Regions from separate parts of the Sus scrofa genome. Here regions 1, 2 and 3 are each linked to region 4. Evidence: chromatin contacts called from public HiChIP or PLAC-seq data. All regions are on one chromosome and are shown on one strand. Each heading gives the region's core, a stretch centred on a gene start, on an enhancer-like site or on the middle of the called end of the contact. The rest is flanking DNA. Distances are from core to core; before and after follow the strand shown. Region 1 has its middle 23 kb from the start of RGMA. Region 2 has its middle 320 kb from the start of RGMA. Region 3 holds the start of RGMA (repulsive guidance molecule A). Region 4 has its middle 150 kb from the start of RGMA.

Evidence for each region. HiChIP or PLAC-seq counts read pairs in DNA pulled down with a chosen protein or histone mark.
Region 1: a contact with region 4 is called in an H3K27ac HiChIP or PLAC-seq map of skeletal muscle. The contact joins two enhancer-like sites. A contact is called at or near these places in 1 of 47 Hi-C or Micro-C datasets (heart right ventricle) and 1 of 2 datasets of contacts at active chromatin or transcription factors (skeletal muscle).
Region 2: an H3K27ac HiChIP or PLAC-seq map of skeletal muscle shows a contact between it and region 4. The contact joins two enhancer-like sites. A contact is called at or near these places in 2 of 47 Hi-C or Micro-C datasets (epiblast stem cells and heart right ventricle) and 1 of 2 datasets of contacts at active chromatin or transcription factors (skeletal muscle).
Region 3: an H3K27ac HiChIP or PLAC-seq map of skeletal muscle shows a contact between it and region 4, with 4 times the contacts expected there. The contact joins the promoter of RGMA here to the enhancer-like site in region 4. A contact is called at or near these places in 1 of 5 promoter capture datasets (skeletal muscle), 7 of 47 Hi-C or Micro-C datasets (embryonic fibroblasts, fetal heart ventricle, fetal skeletal muscle and 3 more) and 1 of 2 datasets of contacts at active chromatin or transcription factors (skeletal muscle).

What each region holds. Positions count from the first base shown.
Region 1 is chr7:85,897,158-85,899,857 of Sscrofa11.1, reverse strand. No RefSeq gene overlaps it. Among named protein-coding and RNA genes, the nearest start is that of RGMA, 23 kb to the left of the region's middle. Within about 2 kb of position 1,292, at least 3 of the 83 cell types and tissues checked have an H3K27ac peak or open chromatin away from gene starts, as enhancers often do. A contact at or near this core is called in skeletal muscle, where this site is marked.
Region 2 is chr7:85,596,575-85,599,274 of Sscrofa11.1, reverse strand. No RefSeq gene overlaps it. Among named protein-coding and RNA genes, the nearest start is that of RGMA, 320 kb to the left of the region's middle. Within about 2 kb of position 1,399, at least 20 of the 83 cell types and tissues checked have an H3K27ac peak or open chromatin away from gene starts, as enhancers often do. A contact at or near this core is called in skeletal muscle, where this site is marked.
Region 3 is chr7:85,920,182-85,922,881 of Sscrofa11.1, reverse strand. It overlaps RGMA (repulsive guidance molecule A), which reads right to left and starts at 1,358. Exons shown (of 4, transcript XM_001924865.4): 1 at 982-1,358. The coding sequence starts at 995.
Region 4 is chr7:85,766,784-85,769,483 of Sscrofa11.1, reverse strand. No RefSeq gene overlaps it. Among named protein-coding and RNA genes, the nearest start is that of RGMA, 150 kb to the left of the region's middle. Within about 2 kb of position 1,438, at least 10 of the 83 cell types and tissues checked have an H3K27ac peak or open chromatin away from gene starts, as enhancers often do. A contact at or near this core is called in fetal skeletal muscle and skeletal muscle, where this site is marked.

The sequences.
Region 1 (2,700 bases), core at 43-2,542, 130 kb before region 4:
AAAAAAAAAAAAAAAAAAAGGAAGGACATTCTGACACGTGCTAGAGCATAGATGGACTTTGAGGACATTAAGCTGAGTGAAATAAGGCAGTCACAAAATGGCAATTATTGTATAGTTCCACATGCATGAGGTACTTAGACTAGTCAAATTCACACAGATGGAAAGTAGAATGGTGGTTGCTGGGGGCTGGGGGCAGGGGGCAATTACTGTTTAATGGGTACAGAGTTTCAGTTTAGGATGATGAAATAGTTCTGGAGATGGATGATGGTGATGGTTGCACAAAAGCATGAATGCACTTTATGCCACTGAACTGTATACTTTAAAATGGTTAAAATGGTGTATTTAATGTCCTGTGTATTTTAACATACACACAAGCACATGCATGAGCTGCACAGGCTTTTCTATCAAAAGGAGTCCAGGAATTAAAATTAGGACTACTTCACCACTCCAAGTCCTTATTTTCTGTTCTTTTACCCCTAGTTTATCCTGAACCCTTTCCCATGGCATCAGCATCTCAAGGCATAAGTTTAGACAGGAACGTGGTTTGAACTGGGAGGGACCCTGGCATGTCCCGACAGACAATACGGTAGCCGCACTGGGAAACAGAGAGTTTCAGCTAGAAGAGCTGGCGGCAGAGGGATCGCCTTCCAAGCCATAATCCCCAGTCACTCCTGCTGTGCCATCCTCTCCACCATCAGTGTCACCCTGGAGTGAGAGGACAGGAGTGCGTGGGGGAGCTGAACACCAAACCCACCTAGGTTTCTGAGACCACTCTTGGGCCAGCCTTCCTCCTGTCATTGAGCTGCTACTTGTGACATGAAGCAGCCAGGATGAGTCACCCCAGGACATCTCCTTGTCACCTTCTTGGAAGGTCAGGGGAAATGGGAGTCCACAGCCTTCCTCCTGGGAGACAAAGTATGGTGGCCGTGGGAGTTGCAAGGTCAAGAAGGAAAAGAAGGGCAGATTCCCAGGAACCTGCTGCTCCCTGAGCAGTTATCTGCTGCTGCCTGGGGTCAGAGCCACATTTCCTTACTGGCTTCTCACTTCTCCCTACTCAAAGGTTGCCCTTGAATCAAGATTGTGGTTAAATAGCTCTAAATAATTAATCATTCTCTTGAATTGGTGTTCTCGGTCTGCTTAGGCTTTTCTGGTGGCTTTTGCTTGTCTGTTTCTCTTTTTAATTCCAAAGTGGTATTAATAATGGATGAGCACATCCGAGGTCACATACACACAGGCCCCTCCGTCACTCTGCAAGTCAAAATCAATACCGGGGAAGTTAGAGCTTCCAACCTCAGGCCCTGTCTTTCCTGCTCTTTTTGGAACAGAAATGAGGGTCACGTCTATATATAGAGGATTGGCCTGGATCACGCTCAAGAGCTTTTTATTCTGTTCAACAACTTTGACAGGCACTGGGTCCCAACAGGTTTTAAATAGAGCAATCTACATTCTGTGACAAAGAGCACTCAGGGAGAGAAATTAGAAAGAGGAAAATGGAACACTACTTTTTATTCAGCCAGGACATTGGGGGGTGGTGGGGGGCAGTCGGGATAGAGAATCTGATAAGCTGGTTCCAGGAGGCAGATTTGCTGGAGGAGAACATTCTGGAATGTTTGGCGTTCTTGTTAGAGAAATAGGTGGCCCTGGAAAAATGGGAAACAGTAGGGCTGGATCTGGTACAGAGGCTCTCCAGGCAACATTTTAGGCAGGCAGATAAAGGATGTCCTAAAGAAACCAGGAGGGAAATTGTGCATATAGAATGCCCCAATTACAAAATGTCTTCGAGGGCAGATGAGAATGTGATAAAGGGGATTGCTCTAGAAAGGGAACAGAGATGGGGGACGGGGTGAGTGGGAGATTCATTTTTACTGCGTTTCAGGTCTTAAAAATGTGTGCCAGTTGCATGTATTATTTTTCTAGAGGAATCAAGAAACTGATAAATACATGAGTACACAAATAAGGGGCAGATTAAAAGAGGCTTATTTATTTGTGGTGAGCAAAAAGAAATCAGAAATGCATAGATTGAGAGAGAGCTTTTCCCCTGGTTTGTAAATATTTTTGTTAAGTCTTAGAAAGATGTAAAACATAGTTAAATGAGGTACACTCTACAAAATAACTTTATCGGAGTTCCTGCTCTGATTCAGTGGGTTAAGAACTGGACATAGGAGTTCCTGTCGTGGCTCATAGGAGTTCCGGTTGTGGTGGTTAATTACTCTGACTAGGAACCATGAGGATGCAGGTTTGATCCCTGGTCTCAGTGGGTTAAGGATCTGACGCTGCTGTGAGCTGTGGTGTAGGTTGAAGACTTGGCTCGGATCTGGTGTTGCTGTGGCTGTGGTGTAGGCCAGCAGCTGTAGCTCTGATTTGATCCCTAGCCTGGGAACCTCCATATGCCATAGGTGCAGCCCTAACAAGTAAAAATAAATAAATAGTAAAAAAAAATTAAAAAGCAAGAAGACGATGACGAAGAAGAAGCTGACACAGTGTCTGTGAGGATGCAGGGTCACTCCCTGGCCTTGTTCAGTGGATTAAGTATCCTGCACTGTTGCAAGCTACAGTGTAGTCACAGATGTAGCTCAGATTGGCTTTGCTGTGGCTATGGCGTAGGCCTGCTGCTGCAGTTCTCATTTCACCCCTAGCCTGGGAACTTCCACATGCCACAGGCATGGCCGTAAAAAGAAGAAACCCAAAAACAATACAAAA
Region 2 (2,700 bases), core at 150-2,649, 170 kb after region 4:
GTTCCTAATGAACAAGCGGGTCAACATATGGAAAATACTTGAGGCAAACACACACCTGCTTTTATGAGACACACAGGCAAATTTGCCTGGCCACAGCTGTAGCTTGCCAGTTGGCCTACTGGCTTTTATCCATGTGTTGTAGGCAGACAACTGAGGGGAATGAATGTTCCCAATGAGTGGCCAACTAAATGCCTGGTGAGTTTTGAATGCCTTATGAATAGTTAGTGTGACTTTGAATATTCTACTTACTTTATCTATGTTTAATAGGTCTCACTGGCCACTGGCATCGATTACTTTCCTCTGTCCTCATTGGCCTGTTTCTCTTAGTTTATAGAGTCAAACTGAACATCCTTAAACAACAGAGCAAATGTACCATCATGTACCACAATTTTTGTGTGAAAGTAGCCTGAACTTCCACTCTAACTTAACCTTCCTCCTGTTCTCAGAATGAGACAGGGGAGCTGAAGGAAGGAAATGGAGACCAGGTTCCAACATTAGAACCAGACTAGCATCTTAGCACCACACTGGGTCTTTTTTGAATAAATTTGGAAGCAAAAGGAAATCCACGCATGTCAGCCTTTGACAGGCCACGTAAGGTAGTGGAAAAAAAAAAAAAAAAAAAAAAAAAAGCCAGAGAGACCTGGTTTGAAACCCCAGTGCTTCCATCTGACTGAATAACCTAACTCTGGGAGAATTGCTTAAGCTTTCTAAGCCTTCTTTCTCTCGCTTATGAAATAAGAATAGAATTGTTTTCTTTAGTTATATGAGAAAAGCCAGGCAGAGTGCTCATTTGCCTAGACTGGCCTTAAGCTGAGACCCCAATACATGTGAGTTCTGCTGTTTATCCACACACTTCTTTATATGTCTCTTCATTCTAGGTTTCATACCATCCCCAAGCCAATGACACTGTACCAGTCAGACTCCAGCTGCAGTGTGGACTCAGGGTGGCCGTAGGGGGTGATGCTGCTGTGTTTGGGGCTCCAAGGAGCTTTGCCTTTGGGTGGGAACTCTTCTGCCATGGTCCCTGTTGGCTGCTTTGAGTGAGGTCTCTTTGGATGATGCTTCATTCTAGACCAAGAGTGCTTCAAAGAAGGAGACAATAAATTGAGCTCGGGGGCAGACAATCACAGCTGCCAAGGGCAGGCCTTCTTGTTCTTTTAGAAGTGCTCTGAGCCCCTGGGGTAAAGTTTCCTGTAAGTGTGGGTGTTAAAACGGTTTGTTTTGGTGTTGTTTTTGATACTTTGCAACTCCTTCCAGAGGCTAAGACACCCAAAGCCCTGCCAGAAAATCATCACAGAGGAATAAATAATATCACAACCACATCCTGAAGCCCAGCAGTCTTTCTCCACACTCTCAGCCCCCGACGCCCTTTCTCTGGTCTCTAGCTCCAAACTTGCAGAGGTTTCAGCAAAGTGGCACTAGGCAGAAAAAAATGTTCCAAAGCTGTCTTGCCTCAGCAGGGCCCGCCCATGGTGGGACGGGGAGAATTCCAAGGTAAACAGGCTGTGTTATCACTCCAGGCTTTCTTGGCACAAACAGCCCGTTTCCAGCCCCGAAACATATTTTTAGAGGATAATGGACAACCAGTCACAGAGTAAACACAGAGCCGTTTGCAGGTGTTATGTTCCTTTGTGTTCGCCAACCAGATGTTCTTCCCTGGGACCGGCTGTTTGGCTCTCTGGGTTCCCTGAGCACACAGAAATGTCACTCTTTCTTGCCCTTTTCAATAAAATAAAGCGAGGTTCTCGTGGGAGAGTTCCCAAAATGAGTTGCAGATTTCACTTGCAAACTATTCATCTATTTGTGTCAATTTCTTTCTTTGTCCAACCCCCATTCCACACCCCACCCCCCCAAATCTGGATTAGGCCAAGGAACACTAGTCAAAATAAACATGTAAATCTTGACCTTTAAAAAAAAGTAACTACTAGAACAGAGCTATAAAAGTTACCCTGGGGAACTTAGGCTGCAAATTTCACGCCCTCCTTCTTGTGCTCTGGGTTGGCATGGGGTACGGTGGACACCAGCACGCGCTCCAAACCGGGGCCAAAGCAGGAAGGTGCCAGTGTTATTTCTACCGCTCCTGGTCAAGACATTCAGCCTGCTGGGGACACTCAGGGATATTTTGGATGGCCTGTTCTCTCTCTCTCTTTGGCCAAGTGTACTGTGCTGTAGTGGGTCAGCTTAGAGAAAGCTGAGTGCTTCTAGAATGCCTGACAGATCGAGGGAGGTAGTGAAGTGGGTGAACTTGGCTTTAGGAGCTGAGGCCCCTTTAAGAGCCGCTCTGAAGTTCAATCTCATGTGGCCTTAGCCTAGAAAGGGTTCACCTGGGTTTTGCTGAAAACATCTTGGTCTGAGCTTTGAACTGGTTTGGTCATAAATGGGGGAAGTAAAAGAGGCCCCTTTCACTATTAAACCTTACAATTTCTGGGGTCAGACAGGAGCGCCTCATTCTTTCATCCCAATTTTCCCCAGCTGGGGAGCAGCGTCAGGTCATCACTATTCAGTCACTGAGTCTCCGCAGTATTCCTTCTTTCTAGAATATTCCCAGTGCAAGGCAACTGGGCTGCCTAGGAATCCTGCTGCTTGGCACTCCTCAGGAATGCCCTTTCCCCAGCCCATGATAAAAGAAGGTAGCCCTAAAGGGCCACAGGGCTTAAAGTCTGGTTGTGGAAAATGCACGTAGCTCTGTGGGTTGGCCCT
Region 3 (2,700 bases), core at 109-2,608, 150 kb before region 4:
AAAGAAACGCTCAATGTATCATTTCCGCTAGATGGCGCGATTTCCCCTAATCGGTCCTCAAGACACCCGATTTATAAAATAAATACATTCCAACGCCTTCCGAAACCACACTACATAATAGCAGCTCGCAGGCGCCCATTAAAAAAAAAATCTCAATTTAGGGATATTGATTCTACCTCCGAGCAAATCTAATGCAATTACATTAACAGGATGCAATCAAGAATTGCACACTAGTGTCCCCATCAGTCCTCCCCCCAAATACACCTGTCCCACTGCCCCAGCTTGTTCCTGGGATGAGCCACTGCTTGAGCCAGGCACGTAACTGTTGCTGTGCCCAGCCCTCTGGGCCCACCTGTTCACTTAGAAACGCCAGGGCCACTCGCGACTCCTATCCCTTAAGCACTCAACACAAGTCCCTCACTTTCCTGCGCACCTGCGCTCCCAGGCAAAGGACCATTGGAGACCCAAGCCCAAACAGTGCGCAGCGCCGATGCCCCCGGGGCAAGCCCTAGAGCAGCGGCTCTGCAGCTGGCTAGGCAGTTGGGCCAGAAGCTGGAGGAGAGGGCCCGGGAGAGTCGGGCCAATGCGGGTTCACAGCGGCACAGCCCGGTGGCTCTCCCTGTCCCAGGCTCCGCGGGCTGGACGTAGCGACCGCCCAATGAGGAGGTGGCCGCGGGAGAAAGAGAGCTCCCAGCACGCGCACAGTGGTACACACATTCGCCGGGTCTGCCCAACCACGAGCGCTGCAGGCTGCCCGGGGAGAGCATTTTAGGAAAAAAGAGCAAATACCAAACCACAAAAACTTTGCTGCTGCCAAGAGCTAAAGCGATCAGGCTTAGCAAAGCTCAAATCTGGGCAAGATGGGAGCAAGATGAGACGCGGGGTTGGGGAAGACCAAAGCCGTGCCGTAGCCCGGGCAAGTGGTGGCGGCGCCTCAGGGATGTCAGAGCCGGGTCCGCCCCGCTCCTGGCCCGCGCTTACCTTGGCGGCTGCATGAGCCCCTGCAGCCCTCGGGGGGGTGGCGCTGACAGGGCTGCGGGCGAAGAGGGGTTGCCGGGGCGCCGCTGTTCGGCCCCGGGGCAAAGTGGGAGGGGCTCGGCAGGCGCTGGTCCCCGCCGCCCCGGCCGGCTCAGCAGCGGCCCGGGGCGCGCCGCCTGCTCCCGGGCTGCATGCCTGCGAGCGCCTGGAGGAGCCGGCCCGGGAGCGAACGGCTAGTGCTTACCCAGCCAAAGGCTCGGGCTGCGCAGCCCGCGCTCGAGAGACAACTGCAGAGTCGGGCGGCTCGGGCCAGCCCCCTCCCTCGCCCGGCCCCCGCCCGCAACCGCCGCCAAGCGCGGCGTCTCGAGGTTCTTTTGCGCGCGGAGGGGAGGGGGCGGGCCAGGCGCCCGGGGCGCAGGCGGGGGGCGAAACGGGCGGGGCCAGCCGGGCGCGGGCGGGAGCGGAGACGTGGGGTGCCGACTCGGATTGCCCCGCCCCGCCGCGGCCGCACCTTCCCGCATCAGCACCCGCTAAGGCGGTTGGGGTCGGGAGCTGCTCACGCTGCCAAGTCTAGACTTCCCTAAACATGCGGGTTAGGGGGGCGCGAGCCGCAAGTGCCATGACCCTCGAGGCGCCTCCAACTTTCCTAATCATCCGCTGCGAAGCCCTGGAGAGCACGTTTCCATCATCAGTTCCATGGGTAGGGCGAGATATTCTGAGGTTTCTGGAATAGACAGTCACATCCAGGAGAAAAGCTGCTACTCTCTGCAGAGACGCACCTTTGTTGTTCTGAGATGTTTGCTTAATCTTCTTTTTAAAAATTAACACATATGTATTAAATATGTAAATGAGGAATACGTCCTTGTGTACAATTTTTATACAGCCCAGGCATATCTAGAGTAAGAAGACCGTATAACATCCCCCTTCCCATATCAGCCCCTCCCCAGAGGTAACCTCGGGTCAGAGTGTGCTCCGCCGCGAGTCTTTCCTGTCCCTGCGCGGCGCTTTTACGCTCACACGCACGGATTGTAAGTGGATTCTCTTCTCCAAAGAATGTTTCACCATGCAGCGCATGCACACACTGGCGAGAACACTTCGGTTGCGATAAATTCCCCAGAGGCTTCCGGGAGTCCAGGGAAAGATTCTTGCCGTGAAACAGCAAAGAGCCACCCAATCGCCCTGTGCAGAGCTGAAACCCCAGCTGGAGCTTGCAGTCAGCCTGAACACACAGCTCACGCCCAAATTAGCATTGCTCGGTTAGAGAAATTTGCCAGTGCGTTTCAGACAGGGTTATGGCCTTCGCATTCTTACAGAAAACAAGCTGTCATGGATTTTGATGAGAACTCTTTGGATTTGCAAAATAAAAAGGTATCATCTACATTAAAACACGATCATTATTTATGCTTGTGGTCTTGAGAGATGTGGTTTCAACTCAATATTCTGTGTTTTATTGGTACTGAGATAATCTATAGCTGGGATATAAATACAATCCATGTGATTTCGCAGGAAGAGATCAGGTATTGGAATTGCTGGTTTCTATAATTAGCTCTGACCTTGGGCAAGCCTTTTAGCTCTCTTGGGCCCCAGTTTCCTCATAGAGAGAGAGAGGAGAGAGAGAGAGAGAATGTCCAGCCCTAATAATTGGTGAACGACAGATTTCTTCCCTTATCAAATTTTTCAACTCAACTCTAACCTCCTTAGGGAATGGCTCTCCCAGCGTTG
Region 4 (2,700 bases), core at 189-2,688:
TTAGTAGCTTGGGGTCTGAACGAAGATATTCACTGCTATGTTATTTGTAGTGGTAGGGGGTCCATCAGCTAGAAGAGCAGGCTGGCAAAGCCTAAGGACGCACGTGAAGTTCAATGTCACATGTAGTAGAAACAGATCTGATGTACAACAGCAACATAGAGGACCTTAAGAACATAGTGAGAACTCTAGGAAGCAAAATGTCATGTTAACCCCATTTACATAAACTACAGATATAAACGTGCAAATATATACAGCTTTTAAGGAATACGTACAAAAAGCTATGTTAAATAGAAACAAACAGTTGTCTGGTGGCAGGAAGGAGGCGAGTGGGAACGGGGAATGGAGCTGAGAGGGAATACATAAATAGTAAGCGTGGAAACTATCAAGGGGGGAGGTGATCACACTCCAGGGGCTGAGAAGTGAGAAGAATTCAGCACACCTGAGGTTAAAATAAACAAGCCGAGAAAGCCATCATTTTGAGGGAAAGGATTTCTTTTTGTTTGTGTATGTGTTTGAATGGGTCCTGGCAGGATTCCACGGAGGCTTAAATAATTAGGAATTTTAATAATAATCCCCTATAATGTTTATAGAGTTTGCAGAGATCTTGCCCTTAGGTGGACCCATTTGAGTGTTATGACAACTATATAAATAGAGTCGGACAGGGGAGATATTTTTAGCGGAGATGGAGCCTGGATGGGTAAAGTGACTTAGAGTCACACAGCTGGGAAGTGGCAACCCTGTGAGTCAGACCTGGGACCTCAGACCCCTGTCCCCTGTGCAGGGTGTCAGGTCCCCAGGGAGTATCATTGCACCAAATGGGAAATCTTTGCTTCTTTGAGAAAATAAGAATGGAAAATGTCATTTGGCTGGAAATTTTTTCACATGCACTTTTCTGTTTCCACTGCTTTGCTTTTCATTTAGATTAAAAAATTTTTTTTGCTTTGTTTTGTTTTGGTTGTTGTTGAGGGAGGAATTTTTTTCCTCCTCACTGGACATCCTAAAGCCATGGTTGTTAGCTTGCCAACGTGCTGTAGTAGGTTCAACAGAACCACTAGGAGGTGTTTTTCATTTGGAAGTATCTTTACTATTATTATTTTTTTAATTTAAAAAATAATTTATACAGCAGTGAAAATCTCCTTTATCCTCCCATCCAGAGACTGATTACCACTGTTAGGAGTTTAGCTTAAATTTCCCCAGGTCTTTTTCCTCTAAAAAAATCGCACGTTGAATTTCCTTCTGCAGGGATGAAAAGAAGTAAAATCCGTGACTGGGGGAGGGTCTTGGTGACGGTAACTCTGAGGAGTTGGGTTGAGTTTAGGCATGTTGGGGCGTATGCCTCCTGAGGCTGGAGATTCAGAAACTGTTGACTTTTTGCCTTTGCAAAGGAACTTTACATTTTTAGCCACAGCTGGGCTCTGTGCACCGGAAGTTGAATTCCCTGGAGGGGGAGGGCTCGCAATATCTTAGACACATGTAAAGTCAGAACAGTTGGGAGATGGTGAGTTTGCCTGGAGAGAATTCCAGTCTTTGGACTTGTTACAAATTTAGCTCAGCTTCTAAGAAGTATTCCTGATAAAAAGAGATTCCTGGTTGTTGTAGCATTGGGTTCTCTCTGGAATTTCCCATGTGTGGTTAACTAGGCACAGTTGTCTCTAAGCAATGGGACAGCCGATTTGCTTACGATCTCTTCTGTTCAGACGGTTTGATGAGTGGTAACTTATGTGGTATCATGGACAGCTGTTGGTTTTGGATTTTTACCTGCCGGACCTATGCCTCTTATTGGTTCCTGTACTGGTAGCCATTTTTTTTTTCCTTCTGGTTTATCACCTGCACTGGGTTGAACAGGCTCCGCCCACTTGGAAACTCAGAACATGACTTTATTTGGAAACAGTGTCTTTGCAGATGTAATAGTTAAGATGAGGTCATACTGGATCAGGGTGGGTCCTTGTCCAGTGACTCGTGTCATTATAAGGCCATGTGAAGACACGGAAAAGCAAATAGAAGAAAACAGAGGCTGAGAATGGAGTGCTAGAGTGAAAACCAGCTCCTCTGCTAAGTTTATGATTAACCTTTCTATCCAAAACTTTATTCCCTTTCTTGTCTTGCACCTGCCCCCTCAAGATTGAGGAAAATCAAAGAGAAGGGGGACTGAAACTGAGCAGGAGGAGTTCTTGTCCCGTTGCAGCAGAAATAAATCCCACTAGGAACCATGAGATTGCGGGTTCATTCCCTGGCTTCACTCAGTGGGTTAAGGATCCGGCCTTGCCGTGAGCTGTGGTGTAGGTTGCAGATGCAGCTCGGATCTGGCGTCGCTGTGGCTGTGGCATAGGCAGGCAGCTGTAGTTCCTATTCGACTCCTAGCCTGGGAACCTCCATATGCCAAGGGTGTGGCCCTAAAAAACAAATAAACAAAGAAAAAGCAAAAAAAACAAAACAAAACAAAACAAACAAAAAAACCCATACAATCAAAACTGAGCTGGAAACTGCAGAGCCCCCTCGGATACAAGAGCCCCCATTTCTTGTTTGTAGAAAAAGGCTTTAGTTTCCTAGTTCTTCCTTGAGTTCCAAAGAGCAGGTGAGGGCAGTTACTCAGTAGGGAAGTGAGGGAATGCAGAGAAAAATGAAAAGCAGTTAATAGTGAAAAGTAATGATGCTAGTTCAGTGCTAAAACAGAGTCCCAGTTTCTTCTCAAGGGAAATC